Linked DNA regions of Zea mays: region 2 is linked to region 1. A link is a contact called in public Hi-C data. All regions are on one chromosome and are shown on one strand. The core of a region is the stretch at or near the end of the contact, and the rest is flanking DNA. Distances in the headings are between cores, read along the strand shown. Region 1 holds the start of LOC100304311 (Zn-dependent exopeptidase superfamily protein). Region 2 overlaps LOC100502254.

Region 1 (3,268 bases), core at 1-2,500:
AATCATCATCGATTTAAATGATATGAATGATGATGATGATGTTGATGATGATGGCTATTCATATGATGATCTTGTTAGAATGTTAGGTGAGGCCGATGACTACATGCACAAAGAAAAAGGAAAGTTTAAGACCTTGAAGGAATTGTATAAAAACCTCCAAGTGTCTTTTGAGGAGCTCAAGACCTCTCACAACGATCTAAAAGAGAATTGTGAGAAGCTTGCGGAAGCTCAAAACTCATCTATTGTGCATGAAGTTGTGGTGGTCACCGAGGATGTTGGAGTCACTTGTGACTTACTTGATAGTCCTACAAGTGAACCACTACCTACTAACTCTATTTGTGATAAATGCAAAATTTCTATTATGAATGATAATATTGCTCTTGATGAATCACAAATCATTGTTGAGAATGAAGTGTTAGTAGATAGAGTAAGTGCTCTAACTCATGATCTAGAGAAGACATATGGTGGAAAAGCTAAATTGGATTTCATATTGGGAAGTCAACGGTGCTCACTTAACCATGAGGGTCTTGGATATGTTCCCAAGAAAGGAAAAAATGCTTTTATAAAGCAAAATACATTGTTTGTGAAAGAATGTGACAAAGTGTGTCACAAGTGTCACAAGGGACATATCAAGAAGAATTGTCCTAAGCTCAAGAATGTATCCTCCACTTATTTTGATCATTGTTATGTTCTTTCTCATAATGCAAAAGGTGTTCATGCTAAATTTGTTGGTACTTCAATTGTTGGCAATAAGAAGAAAGCTATTTGGGTGCCAAAGACCTTGGTCACTAACATCCAAGGACCCAAACAAGTTTGGGTACCTAAAAGAGATTGATTTCTTTTTGTAGGTGAACTACAAGGCGGGAGGGAATCATTGGGTGTTGGATAGTGGATGCACTCAACACATGACCGGAGATATGAAAATATTCACCCAAATGAGTGAGGAAGATTGCTCAAATTATGATAGTATCATATTTGGAGATAATCGCAAAGGAAAGGTAAAAGACTTGGATAAAATTGCTATTTCAAATAGAAAGGCTGATAGAGACTGAAAAATTATAAAAGTAATTTTAATATAAAAGACTTTTAAAATGATAATTTAGAGAGTAAAATTTAGAAAGACTCTAGTTGAGCAAACGAATTTGTACGCTGAATATGACTGCCAACTTTTTCCTGTGCATATTGGAGCGCATCAGGGTGAATTGGATTCGTATTATCACAAAACAAACCGGTGTAGATTCAGGCTGGATTTGAGCCTGTTTAGCAGCGCTATCCGCTTGGCCCAATTCGTCTACTGCTCCTCCAGCTCCTCCGCTGCGCCGCCGGTCGCCGCCCGACACCGCCGAAGAAGAGCAGACGCCGAGTCCAGGACGTCGCCGCGGGGCTCGGGGAACGCGGTGTTGCCATCGCGAGGAAGGTCGGAAGGTGAGCACGTTTTTTTTTCTTCTGTGGAACCTTTCTCTCCTTGCCTTCAAATCAACAGGTGAGATAGGGCGAGACGAGATCGTCCCTTAGTTTGGAAATTTCTCAACACGACCGCACTTCCATCTGTATTAGTTCGCTGTTCGCCCGCCGGATCGGCACCGTCGCCACCGCCCATGGCAACCGTCGCCCCCGTCGTCTCCGACCTCGTCGACTTCCTCAACGCGTCGCCCACCGCCTTTCACGCCGTTGGTACACTTCATCTGCTCCCCTTTCCGTTTTTTTCCTCGCGGATAGATCTGAGCTGACTCCGTTGGGCTGTTGCTTCCATCGGGAGAAGACGAGGCGAAGCGGCGGCTGAAGGCGGCGGGGTTCGTGCAGCTGTCGGAGCGGGAGGAGTGGGCGGGTCTCGAGCCCGGGCGCAAGTACTTCTTCACACGCAACCACTCCACTATTGTCGCTTTTGCCATCGGCGCAAAGTGAGTGAGCTAGATCCGCTTGCCGTCCTCCTTATTCTCACCAGCCTTAAATTCCTCTTCTCTACAGCAGTTTTAAAAAAATATCCTGTGCATATTCCTCCGAGTTCTTTGCTATGTGGAATTGTGGATTAATTGGCTAGCTTATGTGTTAATGTTTCACAGATACGTTGCTGGCAATGGGTTCCACATCATCGGTGCACACACTGACAGCCCTTGCCTGAAGCTCAAGCCTGTCTCCAAGGTATCAAGCCTCAACTCTTGCTCACTGATTTCGTAGTACATTGTGTCTTATATTTCAATTTTGTATATGATAGCAGGTGTCTGTGACTCTGTGTAACAAATGATTTGTCTTTAATCAGGAACAGAAGCTGTTATTGAGTTTTAGGTGGTAGATGCTGCTACACATTTTTATAAGTTACTGAAAGTATCTTGCTTTTTTTGCAGGTAACCAAAGGAGGTTACCTTGAGGTTGGGGTTCAAACGTATGGTGGTGGGTTGTGGTACACATGGTTTGACCGTGATCTTACTGTAGCTGGTAGAGTGATTATACGGGAGAAGAAGGATGGCGTGGTCTCTTATGCACACAAGCTTGTACGGGTACAGGAACCAATTATGCGGATACCTACTTTGGCTATTCACCTGGACAGGTTGGGACACAACAAATTTCTATTTGTTATGTCTTATTGTGTTACTATTTATATCTATTACTAGTTAGGTGTTCGTACTTTGCTATGATTTTCATTTATGCTTGAGTATAAAGTATAAAACACAAATACATGTGCATTTTGTTAGTTAGGTGGATGTGAATGTAGGTTTGAAGCCAACAACCATGGTTCGAATCTCCATTTGTGCATAATTTTAACTTTTTTACTGTTTAAATGTGGAGGAGCAGAGGGTTGTGTATAGTTTTAGTTTTTTTACCATTTAAATGTGGGGGAGCAAGGGGAGGTGAACGGAAGGGAAGGGGTGACGCACGACGATAGTGGAAACGGTGGAAACTGATGCTTTATAGTAGTAGAGATAGAGAAGAGTTAGTCCAATCCAAATTATAAGACATTTTGGCTTTTCTAGATACATAGCTTTTACTATACACTTAGATATACATTATATCTATATACAGTGTATCTAGAAATGCCAAAACGTCTTATAGTTCGGAATGGAGTATTTATTTGTTATTATTGTTATTTTTATTGCAGCCACATGTGATAGTACAATCAATCCCATAAGTTGTAGGCTCCCTTGAAAGTGTGACCTTTTACAGTGACGCTGAATAATTTAATACATTATGTACAGGACTATCTCCTCAGAAGGTCTCAAGGTTAACAATCAGAGTCATCTTGTTCCAGTGCTGGCTACATGTATCAAGG
Region 2 (2,960 bases), core at 91-2,590, 63 kb after region 1:
CGCCAACCTTTGGTTCATCTCAATGGTCATATTGCAAAATTTCTATATTATAATACTAAAGAAGGGATCGGATACTACTAATTGTAGCCAACGCGGTCAGTTGCCCAGCAGAATCCAGGAAAAAAACAAGACGCGTCAGTTGGAATCTTGATGTGCACGCACAGAAACCTCCCAAATCTAGGCATCGATAGATGATAACACACTGCGCAGGGAGGAGCGGAGCGTGCTGGCGGTGCTCGGCCGCGCAAGCCTCTTCGCGATGGCACAGTTCCCCACGGCGTCGTCGCCCGTGGTCCGGGAGAAGGTTGCCATGGCCGTGTGCCAGGGAGAGAGAGGGGAGGGAGGGCGGGCTCACCTGACGGCACGACATCATTTGCGGGGGAGCAGGGGAAGGGGGCTGAGGATCTTGGCAGTGTGGAGCCGTGCCTCTTTGTGATGGCGCAGCTCCCCACGACATCGTCACCCATGGTCTGGGAGAAGGCCGCCAGGGGGGCACCTGGTGGCGCGACGTCGTTTGAGGCAGAGCAGAGGAGTCATCTGGAAGCGTCATGTACAATGGAGACCGGGTCGCTCCGCGACGGCGATGCCGTCAGTTTTGGGATCGAAATGCCAGAAAAAAAAGATATTTACGTGGAGAGCTTTGATGCGTCTGTTGGAAGTTTCTAAAGGCAGAAGTAGCAGGGGGACACACGTGAGACATTGATTCGTGATCAAGCGTATAGGAGAAATTCCGATGACATGGATAGCCTTAGCTGCCACGGTTTGAACCGGCTTTGTAATATAGAAATTATTTATGGGTTTCCTCAATATATCATCAGACACATAAATCATATAGTTTCATCCGTTATAGACATGATGATATAATAACAGAAAGTCAAAACTGAGAGTGTCAAAATAGTAAATTTCTCGAGAGAAAAAAAGAAGAAAGAGAATAACGTTTGAGATCTTGATTGATTTTGTGGGAGGCGATATTTGCAAAAGTAACGTGAGCCAAAGCAGGGCGAGCCAATTATTTTGGCTTCAGCATTCAATAAAGGGAGAGAAGTGCTTTTTAGTAAAAGCTATTTCCTACGACTTATGAGAAAAAACGTGAAGCTAGTGCTAAGAAGCCCTGTCAAAGGGGCTCTAAGAACATGGACAATTTGGCAAGCGAATACAAATAAGTAGGGCGAACTGATCCAATACTCTTTTTTTTAAAAAAAAAGTGCACGGATCTTAAAGCAGCACATCTAATTGATTAAATATTTTATTAATTATTTTTCACATGGGTCGTGCATTGGTCCGTCCGTCCAAGCCCAGCCCATGAAAAGCGTTCTTTTTTTACCTCGTGGCATATCAATACCACTCAACAGACGAAGGTGCTGGGCGATCAGAATATCAGGGTTTTTGCTGATTAATTGATTATTACCATAGCCAGTAACATAGCATTGATGTAAGAACTGGAACAAGTTTAGTAAGGAAAATTTCCCAAACGTGAATTGATGTAATCATCTCAGTATTGGTACTGAAAAACAACTTCTCTCATTCAAAACAGATTATTCAGACAGTTACCGAGCTTGTCAAAGCTATGATAAAATGGTGTAATCGCACAAAAAGGAAACTGCATGATGCTGGTGTGAAGAAACCCAGACAAAGGGATTTCGGTACATATCATGCTTAACCTGAATAAACTCAGAAAAAGGGGCATTTCATCATGAGAGGGCTTTCAGCACCTCAGCAGTCACTTCCTTTGGTGGTTTCTCCGCAGGCAGATTTACCACCAAGCCCTTCTTAGAGTAATAATCAATCACCTGGGACAAGACAATTGCTTTCAAATTAGGAATAATATTGACCTAAAAAATTTATGTCATTAATAAGTACAGAGAATATACAAAGCGACTCTTATGGCATAAATAAATCAGAACTATGAATAAGAAGTGGATATAGCCTAAAAGACTTACGTGATCACAAAAAACATATACCAATGAAAACCATAAATGACATAAAAATGCACCTCACAAAGGGCCTACCAAATCGCTGAACTTTATGCAGCACTATGAGATTATTGATGATAAAATTATTTAAATGGAAAGAAATCATCAATGAAAAAATGTAAGACAAGCCAAATTTATTCTTAAACAATAGAACCAGGTTTTAGAATGTAAGACACTAACATAACTTTAATATATTCATATATAGTGGTATAAGATATTTGTTCAGAAAAATAATTCTTTTAAAGAAAAACATACAGGCTCAGTTTGTTTGTGGAAGGCTTCAAGCCTTGACTTCAAAACCTCGGCAGTGTCATCCCTCCTTTGAATCAATGGCTCTCCAGTTACCTTTGTGAAAAAGAAGAACAAATACACAACAGAGGATGAACACTAAGTAATGCCAACTATGAGAAAATAGTATGATAAGAATTTAAAATCATAAGTGAAGTGAATAAATATATCCTGGATAAAGTCACATAGACTTTTGCTATTAATAGTTGAATACAAGGCATAAGTGTTTTCGTAATGCAGTTTTCTTTTCTTGCTGCACAAAAAAAAAAGATAGCAATAATTGTAACATTTACCTATGTGCATTTTATATGAACATGGTTTTCCTTGAGGGACAAACAGGGTGCACCATTGCTTAAACTAACCAGTACATCATCCAAGCAGAAATAATAGCATCCACAAGCAGATTCAGACCATAACAGTATGTCAATATTCACCCAGCATCCAGCCATACTTGTCAAGATGCGATTACTCTAATTCATTATCTAACAGGTTGGAAAAGTTATGCCACATGTGCTGAGTGCATAACTTATAAACAACTTACACAGCAAAATACTAAATCGGTCCACACTACGGCTATGTTTAGTTCCTCTCACTAAATTTGTCTCCGTCACATCGAATGTTTGAATGCTAGTTAGAGTATTAATCTAATCTAATGACAACTAATTACACAGATGGAACTAAATGACAAGACAGACCTAT

The links. Hi-C and Micro-C count contacts between places; a contact is called where the count stands out from the background.
Region 2: a contact with region 1 is called in a Hi-C map of ear, with 1.7 times the contacts expected there. The contact joins the enhancer-like site here to the promoter of LOC100304311 in region 1. A contact is called at or near these places in 5 of 25 Hi-C or Micro-C datasets (bundle sheath, ear, endosperm and 1 more).

What each region holds. Positions count from the first base shown.
Region 1 is chr3:221,108,133-221,111,400 of Zm-B73-REFERENCE-NAM-5.0, forward strand. LOC100304311 (Zn-dependent exopeptidase superfamily protein) reads left to right here and starts at 1,251. Exons shown (of 12, transcript NM_001165753.1): 1 at 1,251-1,425; 2 at 1,558-1,670; 3 at 1,763-1,901; 4 at 2,042-2,142; 5 at 2,346-2,548; 6 at 3,195-3,267. The coding sequence starts at 2,053.
Region 2 is chr3:221,170,676-221,173,635 of Zm-B73-REFERENCE-NAM-5.0, forward strand. It overlaps LOC100502254, which reads right to left. Exons shown (of 6, transcript NM_001366996.1): 5 at 2,229-2,318; 6 at 1,456-1,790. The coding sequence ends at 1,692. Among protein-coding and RNA genes, the nearest start is that of LOC100502254, 9.2 kb to the right of the region's middle. Within about 2 kb of position 1,341, at least 6 of the 20 cell types and tissues checked have an H3K27ac peak or open chromatin away from gene starts, as enhancers often do. A contact at or near this core is called in ear and endosperm, where this site is marked.